Linked DNA regions of Anas platyrhynchos: region 2 is linked to region 1. The links are chromatin contacts, called in public Hi-C maps. All regions are on one chromosome and are shown on one strand. Each heading gives the region's core, a stretch centred on a gene start, on an enhancer-like site or on the middle of the called end of the contact. The rest is flanking DNA. Distances are from core to core; before and after follow the strand shown. Region 1 overlaps LOC119717675 (a long non-coding RNA gene). Region 2 holds the start of ETFBKMT (electron transfer flavoprotein subunit beta lysine methyltransferase).

Region 1 (5,546 bases), core at 808-3,307:
AGCATATGTACCAGGCTGAGACAGAATTGAGGGCACTTTGGGATTCCAGTGCACGGCAAGCTGTGCTACAACAAATGGCACAACAGATTAATATTTCATGACAAGCTAAGACATTTTTTAATAGGGAAAAGACAGAATGGAATGGAAGGGGGTTGACCATGTGAGCCCCACAGCCACCCAGTGGATGGTTTGTGCCCCCCGCAACACTCTTACCCCCAGAGGACACTGCTGTCACCTGTCAGAGAAAGGAACTGCAGAAGAGCAACTAAAAACCATTCATGTTGCAAGAAAAGGACAGAGCAACCTGTGAAGCTGGTATGAAATGCAGACGTTAGGACAACTACATGTGGTGTCCTACAAAATGAAGGCTATTTGAGAAGGTGAAGCAATAAAGATCACATCTATCACCTTAAAGCAGGGTTAATCACAGCAACCAAGATTTGGAGACTCATTAACATACATCTTGCCTGCATGCTGGCAGCACATTTTTATAATTGTTTTCATAAAAATGGCATTACGGTAGTATATCTTCATTTACTTTAACCTAGTCTGTACTGATTTCAACTCCAATACAGTCTTTGCTTCTATTTTATTTTTCTTTTATGGTAAATCCCAGTTGGGTGTTAAGTATTCATTTATAATTTTTAGCAGTTCTTCACACTACACAGCTACAGTGATACCGTCTTTGTACTGTGTCACACCATGCCCTCGGTGGAAAGAGAAAGTACAGGGGAAAAAAAAAAACAGTGCTATGAAAGGAAACCTGCTGTATTTCCTGGGTGTTCTTCCTTGCTTTGCCCATTACTTCATACAAAACTCCAAAACCGCAGAAATCAATACTGTACATGCATCTAGTCCTTGTCACCCCACTGCTTTCTGTTCCCTTTTTTCCAGCTTTTTCTTTCCTGTGTCCATCAGGGGTCACCGGGGGACTGCAAGGCCAGGCACTGCAGGCTGTGGGAGTGCACCAGGGGGTGCTCACGGTATGCAAACAAAAGCATGGCTGTCTGCAAAGCTGCAAGGCACAGAGGAGAGAAGCTGGCTGTCCCTCCACATTCTTTAGCTCACTTTCCATCACCACTTCCCAATGTAACCCAAGATCCCAACTCTCTAAGCTTAAGGGGAAAAAAAATGCTGGAAAGTGACAGTCATTTCTTTCATTTCAGTGTTAAGTTTATTATTAATACCAAACCAGACCACCTTCCTTCCACGAACACAAAGTTTCTGGGTGCAAGCATATTGCGAACTTCGATTTTATAGCAGAGAAGTGAGACAATATCCACAGGCCTGTGAAGCACAGAATGGATCTTGCTGTAGCACTGAATTCAATCTCCACACTGTCATCTAGTGGATGTAGTAGTGATAACCAGAGCTCAGTTTAAGACCACATTGTCATTTCCCTGGACATCCCAAAGCTAAAATACGTATGTGTTTACTTATTTATTTATTATTATTTTTCCCCTGTGCTGTTTCTGCCTTTTCTTACCCAGTTCTCTTGGGATTGCTTCTTTCTGAATCACCTTTTCCCAATAATTTCATTCTCTCCTTTTTAACCCTTTTGTACAACAATCTCCTTTTCTTCAGGTTACTGTAATTTCCAAACAGGCTGGTTCCCCATTGTCACCTAGTGACTACAGAACCTCCTCTTTCGTTTCTTTTAGAAATTAGCTCTTTTCCTTACAGCAAGGTAGAAAAGACTTTCTTTTCTGTGAAAAACAGAATAAATGCCCTTATGGATTTACCTTTAGTGATACAGGTGCCCTTTGACACTCTTCTGGTTTTCAAAGACAGCTCTAACAGGCTGAACACTAGGTATGTCTTTTGCTTCTTATAGCATCTCTGCCTCTCCAGGCTTCAGCTCCACACTATTTGCAGTCTTCTGCTCTGAGAAATTGCCCAAGGAGCTCAACAACTACAAGGGTGAGGAATTGATGACATACAGTTACATCAGTCATTTATTTAGGCCTAAACCTAACTAGTATGTAACTGTGGCAGACTAAGCGGTATACAAATAAGATGAATGTCAGCAAAGTGTTGTGGTTAGCATGCCAAGCATTCTCAGAATCCTGAGTTCTCCCAGCTCAATAAGGCCTGCAAGACTTTTGCCTGTTGGCCACTAGGGTCCATGCTCACAACACCATAGCTCCAGGCATGTCCTACCTTGTGTATCAGGATGGCCTGGAGAAGATGTTTGCCTTTGTAGCTGTTGATGCCCAGACAGCAGCATTTTATAGTGCTAATCCTCCTCTGCTGAGGCTACCTCTCTTTCTTTGATTTTCCCTTTTATCCACTCAGTTTCAGTGACCTGTGACCTTCTGTATTTCCTCATTTATGCAGCCAGCTTGCTCAGCATCCCTGGGGAGACAGCTCTGAATCCATCCTGAAGACAAGCTGCCGCTCCATCTGCATCCTGCAGCTGCCTTCTTGGGGAGTCAGCTCCACAGGCCGACCCAGTCCCTTCACCCTCGCTCCGCAGCTGGCTTAACCACAGCGATTTCACAACATCGACCCCATGGTCCACTAGATGTTATATCAGCAATTAGCTAAATTCATTACTGCCAGATCAGCAATTCTATTACTGCCTTATAGTTACACTGATTTGACCAGTCTCTTTCTCACCAGAAGAAACACTAAATATATTTGTGCTGGTTTGGCAATTTTGTTACTGGCCCATCTTGTCTCAACAGCCCCTTTTGCACACCAAGGGTCTGTGATCCCCCACTGTCTTCCATTTTTTCTTACAAAAATTGAGAAAAGAGGAAAAATTACTTGCCAGAAGTCATAATGGAGGAATGTGAGGCCATTGACATTCAACAGAAAGGGTGAGACCTTAAGCACTGTTTAGTGTAACAGCTTATAAACAATCACCTAATAGTCCAGATAAGATTTCCTTCTCTGCAACTGTACTTTTGCATTCACATCAGGGGTTTACTCAAAAACCTTTTGCATGAGTGCATTCTAAAGTTATTTTTAATAGAGAGTCCCACTTAAATAACCATTTTAATAACCCTCCACCAAAAATCCTGATTAAAAATAAATAAATAAACAAACTGATGCACAGTCTGCAAGATTGAGTTAGCTGGGGAAGACAGAAAATGCCACATCTCTGCTTGACTACTAGATAATCTGGGAGTGAAAAGTTCAGGCAACCTGTTCTACTGAAATCTGTTTGTGTGTTGTTGTTTTTTTAGCAATTAATTGTTAAAGAATTTAAGTTGACTTCTGTAAATGGGCTTGATGCACAAAGAACATAAGGAATTCAGAAAAACGGTGTACGTGCTAGCTTCAGAGCTACAAATGACAGTTGGAAATTAAGTCTGTTACTTACACCTTGCTAGCAGGTGGCAGGTCTCCCCTGGGAATGATGGCTAACCCAGCCCACCACCAAGTTCTTAACAGAAACTATTCCCTGTTGGAGGGACCACTGGAATAGCAGAACTCAGGACAGAAGAAAAAATATTTCAGAGCAGAGCTCTCCTTCCATAGTCTTACCATGAATATGCGTATAGACCAGGGGATGAAATGCTGGAGAGCAGCCCACAGAAAGGAATTTGGGGGTTTTGATAGACAGCAAGCTGAACATGAGCCAGTGGTGTGCCTTGGTGGTCGGGAGGGCCAACAGCATCCTGGAGTGCATCAGGCACAGTACTGCCAGCCAGCTGAGGGAAGGGATTGTCCTGCTCTGCTCTGCGCTGCTGCGCCCTCACCTCAAGCACTGTGTGCAGTTTGGGGCACCACAGTATAAGAAAGATATAAAATTGTTAGAGAGTGTCCAAAGGAGGGCAACAAAGATGGTGAAAGGTCTAGAGGGCAAGTTGTATGAGGAGCAGCTGAGGCCCATTGGTTTGCTCAGCCCAGAGCAGAGCAGGCTGAGGGGAGGCCTCATGGCGGCCTGCAGCTCCCTCACGAGGGGAGTGGAGGGGCAGGCGCTGAGCTCTGCTCTCTGGGGACAGCGACAGGACCCGAGGGAATGGCATGGAGCTGGGACAGGGGAGGGTCAGGCTGGGGGTTAGGGAAAGGTTCAGCACCCAGAGGGTGGTTGGGAACTGGGACAGGCTCCCCAGGGCAGTGGTGACAGCACTGAGCCTGCCAGAGTTCAAGGAGCATTTGGACAGAGCTCTCAGACACATGGTCTGATTTTTATTTATTTATTCATTTATTTTGGGGTGGTCCTTTGGGGACCCAGGATTTGGACTTAATGGTCCTTGTGATTCCCTTCCAACTCAGATATTCTATGATTCTAATACATGAACCAAGTCTTATGAGTGATGCAACAGCCATAAAGGTGACCTGGTCATAACAGAAACATACTCTCAGAGAAGGATATCTACTTAACTGGGAGCCTGGGACATCACTGATAAGGGCAGAACAAAGAAACTTCAACAGTAAGCTGACCTTCTAGGAAAGCTGAAGCAAGCAAGAACTGTTCCAGGAACTCAAGTCCACTTTTGTACCTACACTAAAGATAAAAAAGTAACTCACTACCCAACCAAGGCAAGCTTCTCTGCACAAGACCTCACGGTCAGACCAGACTCTAACCACAGATGCCAGATGACTCTGTCCTCCATGATGCAGCTTATCCATGCAGAGAGACTTTCCGTGGTTGATGGGCTTCACTCCTGGAGCAGTTTGGTGAGTGAGAATAACAGTAATACCTCAAATTAATAATGTGTGCCTATAGTAAATATAATTATATACTTATCCTAATAGTAATAACATGTAGCAATTTGTAATAAATAAATTAATGAAACAAAAACATCCATGTCATTGTGTTTTGCAGAATCTTACAAACACAGCATTGTGATCTGGTGGGTCGGGTAACCCTTATAGGTCATGACATCAATTAAGCAGACAGATATAATTCGTTACTTGTGGATAAGTTTATTTTATTGGTCAGTTTTCATCCATTTCTCAATTCTGAGAAATCAGTAGCATATAGCACTGCAGGACAGAACTTAGAAATGTCCCATGGGACATTTCTTAGAAATAGGACATTTCTAAGTTCTGTCCTGCTGTGCTATATGCTACTGATATAACTCGGTCCAATTTAGGAGAAGTATTTATTACCCATATAAATAATCATTAGTACAAATGATAATAGAGTTCTAAATGTCTAATTCACTCTACTGCAAAACATTAAGGTTCACAAACTTGGCTGACACCACAAAAACTAAACTAAACCCTTCTATTTTAGACATGCTGACAAAAGAAAGAAACTTAAATGCTTTTCACACAGGGATAGCAGAATGCAGTAGGAAGCTTAAACTACAGCAATATTAGGGCATTTAAGCCTATGTTAATAAACTGATAGGTTTCCTTGATACCAGTTGCTAAATCACAGACTATGAGACTGAGTAGATGAAGTCTAGTAGGTTTCTCCTGGGCTACATGACAAAGACACCCTTAAGGCTGTGAAAACATCAGCTCAGGTGTGGGAGCTACAGTCAGTGGTACTGGGGGCTTTCTGAGCTCTGCATGTGAAACAAGTTCCAACGCCCTTGAAGAGACACTCACAAGAAGATTTTTCTTGCTGTGCTTCTGCTACG
Region 2 (5,587 bases), core at 1,693-4,192, 130 kb after region 1:
CCTGCTATTCAAAGTAAGGTATTTCATTTCACAGAAGAACAGAACTCTAACTAGTTTCTGGGAATCAGGAATAGCAACAACATTCAAACACATTTCTACAGTAGGTGGCAAAAATAAAAGTATGGCTTCTGATGTGACCAGAAGGCAGTCAGTAAAGCTTGATAATAAGGCTGCTGAAATCCTAAAGGAAGAGATCGACTCAGGCTAGCCAGCACTCCAAGAGCATCAGCACAAACCTACTTTTCTCAGCTGACCAGACATACATCCACTGCCTGTCTGTCTCCAACAACAGCAGCAAGAGCAACGTGTCACCACAGAACAGCCATCCTTCTGTTAGGAGTGACAATGGGTGATGGCACTAAACACTCTGCAAGGTTTTGATGGCAAACGCACAGCTCTTCCACAGATCCAAATTCAACCCTGTGGTCAACGCATGCAGCTCCATGGAAGACAACAGATTTCAACATAAGAGCTATAAGCTACTCTACATATAGCAGGTGCTGAAACTTCACAGCCAACCAGAAGAGACTGCTTCTATCCTGTATAAGCAGAGAGGAGCATGGATGATGTGCTCTCATACAAGGCAACTACATGTCACCATAAATCACTACAGCCAGAGCCAGACCTGACCTCCTGGCCAGCTGCAGACTGGACTGAGTGTTTTCAGCGATGTGTGCTGCATACCTGGACAGGGCTTGGCCTCCTGGCCAGTAAATTGCCCAGAATGGGTCCCCGTAAGGCCACAGGTCAGGCTTTTCCCTCCAGAACCTGCAGCGAGGGGTGAGGAGGCGCAGTCGTATCTCTGGCGTGAGGTGCCCGCTGCTGGTGACCTCCGTGTTCTCCTCCAAAAACGCCCTCACCTCAGGGTCCAAAGTCCTGCCAGCGCTCCAGTGGCGGCAGCGCTTCCAGCGCAGAGAAGGGGCTCCTCTCCTGCTCCTCCAAGCCCTGGCCAGGGTGTTCTGCCTGCCCAGCAGGAGCCGCCTCCAGCCACGGAAGGCCATCTCTCCCTAGGACAGCTTGGAGCACAGCTTATCTGAGACGGGCGACGAGGCGGCTGGAAGCAAACTCACAGGACGCTGTTTTTCATATTGACAGATGATGATTCCTGAAAGGGAAATAACGCTATGTAAGCGATTTTTCTGTGACTGCAGGGCTAAGCACCACCAGGGCTTTAGGGAGCAGAGGTTCCCGTGCTGTTGTACTGTCATGAACATGTGTCTTGCCCCTGTCCCAGACAGCCTTTGAAGCCTGCAGGGAGTGGTATGTAAGGAAGGAGCTGTCACAGGACCCACTGGGAAGAATGCTATCAACACATTCAATGAGAATCAACCAGTTAGTGGGAAAGCCGACAGCCAAAAAATTAAACGAAAAGATTAACCCGAGCTAACGCAAGAAAAACAGAACCAGCACATTCCCCAAAACTGTCTTTAGAAGATGAAGCGTTCAGGCTGGGCAAGCTCACACTTAGGTGCCTGCTGACTGCTCAAGGCTGGTTTTCGAGGCCTCTGCTAGCAAACAGGGCCATAGGCAGAGGCTGAGCAGTGGGTGAATAGCACTTTGTGTCTCGGGGCTTCACTTGTCCTTTCCTTGTCCACATCCTCAGCAGAAGCTCCTGTGTTTTCTGCTGTGTGAGCACAGCCTTTGCTTTAGTTTTAGTCTGACTGCTTCCTGACACCCAACACCTGCTATTCAGCTTGCCAAACCCTGGCTTTAATCGCTGGCTGCAGGCTCAGTATTTTCATTACAAACACCTGTGACAACGCTTTGCTTCTCCACGCCTGAGAACGCCACTGGGCAGAGCCCAGGCGATTACCGCGGGTAATTAACCCACGCGACATTCCCCGGCCAGGCCGAGCCGCGTAATCCCCCGCTAATTGCTGCACGTTAATTTGATGCACAGCACGCTACCGCGCCCGACAGGCCGAGGTTCAGTCGCGACAAGGCCGCGACAGGGCCGCCCCCCCGCGGCGGGGCGAGGCGGGGCCGGGGCCTGTCGCGGGGCGCTGCCGGCCGCCACCTACCTGCTGCCGCCGCGCTGCGCCGCTCCGCCCCGCTGCGCCGCGCCGGGGCCGGGCCGGGCCGTGCTGGGCTGTGCTGTGCTGTGCCGCCCGCCCTTAAAGCGGCAGCACGGGGAGAGGGCTCGGCGCTGGGGGGCTCGGCTCCCGGCTTGCCGGTGTCCTGTGTCGCGATACGTGCCGACACGAGCAGCCGCTGTCCCTCAAGTCGGCAACATGGCTGCTGCGCTGAGGGCGCCCTCGCTTCTCTTTCACCCCAAACGTCACAGCAGGGGCATGAGGGAGGGCGGCTTAAATCGCTCCTGTCCCGGTGCCCGAGCACCCTGTGGGTGCAGAACCTTTCCCTAACCGCCAGCCTGACCCTCCCCTGTCCCAGCTCCATGCCGTCCCCTCGGGTCCTGTCGCTGTCCCCAGAGAGCAGAGCTCAGCACCTGCCCCTCCGCTTCCCTCGTGAGGGAGCTGCAGGTGCCATGAGGCCTCCCCTCAAGCTGCTCTGCTCTGGACAAGCACCCGACAACTTATGAATGGTTCTGTTTCCTTCATTCCCTTTAAATATATATATATTTAGGCAATAAAGCATGTTTTCACCAGGCAGTGACTACAGCATGCAATCAAACCCTCATACCTCATCTTGCTCCTCTTTCCCCAGCCACGATCCCACACACACCAGGAGAATTTCTGGGTTCCCCACTGGGTGGTTGGGTGCCACAACACCACAGAAGCCTTCCCACAGGGGCTGCCTTTGCTTCGTTGATGTCCTGGCTGGATCCAGCTAAGGGACACAAGAGGCCCCAGTGGGGAATAGAAGCAGCTTCTGACAAGAACAGCAAACAAGGCTTTTCTAGCTTCCCCGTGGCACAAAGTGTCCCAAATTTCACATGCTGCGTTCTGTAAATGGCTCCTGAGCCGTGCCTGAGGTGATGCTGCCAGCCCTGCAGCTCTGCAGGTGCCGGGTTAAGAGCAGATCACACAAGCGAAACCTGGATCTGCCCGATCGCCTGGGTTATGAGGCCATCTAGTGACCTGCTGGCTCCATACACATGAAATGTGCTCTCCAGGGTGCAAAGCAAGGCCTTAAAATTATTTAGTCTTCCATGAGTGCCCAAGGAAGGTGGCCCCACCGTGCTGGGCTGCCAAGAGGCCAGGATGCAGCAGGAGAAGGCCAGGGCCCATCCAGAGGCTGGTGTCTGCTCACCACATGAAGGGGGCTGAAGTCCACCAGCGTGTTGAGCTGTAGGGATGTTTGCGTGTCTTTTACTTGTCCGCATGTGGCTGTAAAGCAGGAGTCACCCCTCATCTTTTATAGGCTTTGATATCAAAGCATGGCCTAGGTGCAGGAAGGACATTATTTCTTGGAGGCCTTAGGGTGAACTGTGAGGTTTCAAAGGTCTTGAATCTTTCAGCAGTTCTTGCTGAAATAAAGAGCTCAGTACTGTAATAGAAGAGTGACTACCAACATCAGCTCAGGGTGCCTTATTAAGGTGTGATAATGACTTTATCACATAATACATCTCTGCCTTGTACATTTTATTTTATGGCTGAGAAGAGACTTGCAAAATACTGCTGATGCTCTCAGAAGGTTCTCAGAGAAACCTCACAGGAAAGCCTGTTCACTTTGATCGTCAGTCTCCAGGCATTTTAAGAAGTAACTTCTCAGGCCTAGTTCTTCTGAACTCCCAGTACATGGTATTGCTCAGTAGCTATTTGAACCTCAGTGAGGTCACTGCTCTCTAATACAGAGCAGCACCCCACTGAGGCAGTTAAAAAAAACCCTTCCAGACTCCAAGTGTGACGTTAAAAGGCTCTGATACCGATGATAGCTGCCAGCCCTCTTGCAAAAGTCTGGGTAAACCACTTAGACTTTCAGGATGTGCTCTTGTTGATTATGTCAGGAAAGGATCACCACCCATCCCTGTGAGAAAAAAAAGTGTTTCATTTCCTAAGGCTTTTTGCTTTAGTTAGATAGTAGCATCTTGAGAATTTCTGCTGATCAAACGCTTGATGCAGTTTGCAGCCAGCTAACGTAACTGTGCTGGAATTTGCTCTGAGGACAAGGACAACTTTAATCACAACAAAACATTGATCTGATAGATGGTGGAGGAGCGCAACTCGTTCAAAGAGGCAGTTGTAGCATAACACAAAAGGGAGTCCTGTGCGTCCAAGGGAATTAGTGGATTACGGGCTGATGATAAAACTGCCTAGGACCCTGGGGAAATCTTGTCTGAACCAATTAACAACAAAAACAAGTGGAAGTGTCTGAGAATGGGGAAAAAGGGAAGACAGAGAAGAGCTGCCTTCATGTTAAGGAACCCATGACTCATGAGACGTTGCAGATACAAAGGTTAAACCCAAGGGAAGAAAGACCTGCAGGGCAGCAGCCGGTTGATAACCTCACCTTATTCCTTCTCTCCTACCTTTTAAAACTGAATCTACAGCTCCAATTCCCAGAGCTCTTCCTGCAAGGCCAACTGCTATTGTTCACTTCAACAGAAGGACCTCAGTGGAAATTCACAGAATATGGATTCATTTGGAGTGCTGTTGAATTATAAAAAGCCTCCCAACAACTCAATATCAACAGTCAGGGGTTTTGCACATCAGGATCAATTTGTGGTTGGCTAGAGGCTGCAGAAACAAGTCATTATCAAAATACAGCTGGCACATTAGCTAGTGGCTAAGGGAAAATTGAAGTTGAGAGCACTAGCTAGGTAAGGGAGAGGCAATTCAATTATTCTGTTGTGCCTCCAGGTACAATCCACACCTACTCATTTCAGAATCACTGCATCTTTTGCATTTGAAGAATAGCTAGCCTGACAAAACAAATCATACATTATATGCAATATGTCCTGAAAGCATTGTGTGTGTTTTTCATAGGTTTACTTGTCCCTATACCTTCCAGCTGCATTGGGTTAGGAGAAGGAACGAGCAACAGCTGGCAAAAATAAAGGTATCAGGTGCAGCCTGGCATAGGATGGAAGCAGAGGAGCATGCAAGGTATAGTTTTCTATGGGGTGAAATAAGCAAAAGCTAAGTTAATCTGTCCCTCATGCTTATGTAGGCTTAGTCTTTCTGAGATGAAGGGTTCTTGCAAGAGTCACAGAGGTAAGACCAAGAAGATGAAAACTCTCATTTCTAACATCATCCCTAGTTTTGTCTTTGCCTGTATACACAGTTAAAATGCAATTGGTCTCAGTTTTTTGCTCATGTTCATGCGCAGCCAAGCATGGGAGCATTTATGTAGCATAGGCAAAGCCTCAAAAGACACATGGAGTCAGAGGGTTTCTGCTTTTCTTTGTGTTCATTGCTCTTCAGAGAGTGCTGTACCTTGCTGATGCAGCTGTGTGCTGGTCCGGATTTGGCTAACTGCTCATGCAAGAGTGTTGTGGGGCTACTTATTTTGATATTAAAACAAGAGGATGCATATTTTTAAGGGTGCTTAAGCTCTGTTTTTTAACAGCTGAAGTCTCCTTGAAATACCGAGACCTTGACTCAGGTGGGGTATATTGTGACAATCAGCTAGCCTGAGTGAAACCTCACTGTGTGGGAAACTTGGGCAGAAACCAGCTGAACCTGAT

What was found. Hi-C and Micro-C count contacts between places; a contact is called where the count stands out from the background.
Region 2: a contact with region 1 is called in a Hi-C map of skeletal muscle, with 2.6 times the contacts expected there. The contact joins the promoter of ETFBKMT here to the enhancer-like site in region 1. A contact is called at or near these places in 2 of 8 Hi-C or Micro-C datasets (both in skeletal muscle).

What each region holds. Positions count from the first base shown.
Region 1 is chr1:62,741,739-62,747,284 of IASCAAS_PekinDuck_T2T, forward strand. The region is part of intron 2 of LOC119717675 (a long non-coding RNA gene); the gene reads right to left. Among named protein-coding and RNA genes, the nearest start is that of BICD1, 24 kb to the left of the region's middle. Within about 2 kb of position 2,058, at least 2 of the 8 cell types and tissues checked have an H3K27ac peak or open chromatin away from gene starts, as enhancers often do.
Region 2 is chr1:62,874,035-62,879,621 of IASCAAS_PekinDuck_T2T, forward strand. It overlaps ETFBKMT (electron transfer flavoprotein subunit beta lysine methyltransferase), which reads right to left and starts at 2,943. Exons shown (of 4, transcript XM_021279197.4): 1 at 2,641-2,943; 2 at 685-1,105. The coding sequence starts at 1,001. LOC106020316 (a long non-coding RNA gene) reads left to right here and starts at 4,995. Exons shown (of 3, transcript XR_011809960.1): 1 at 4,995-5,114.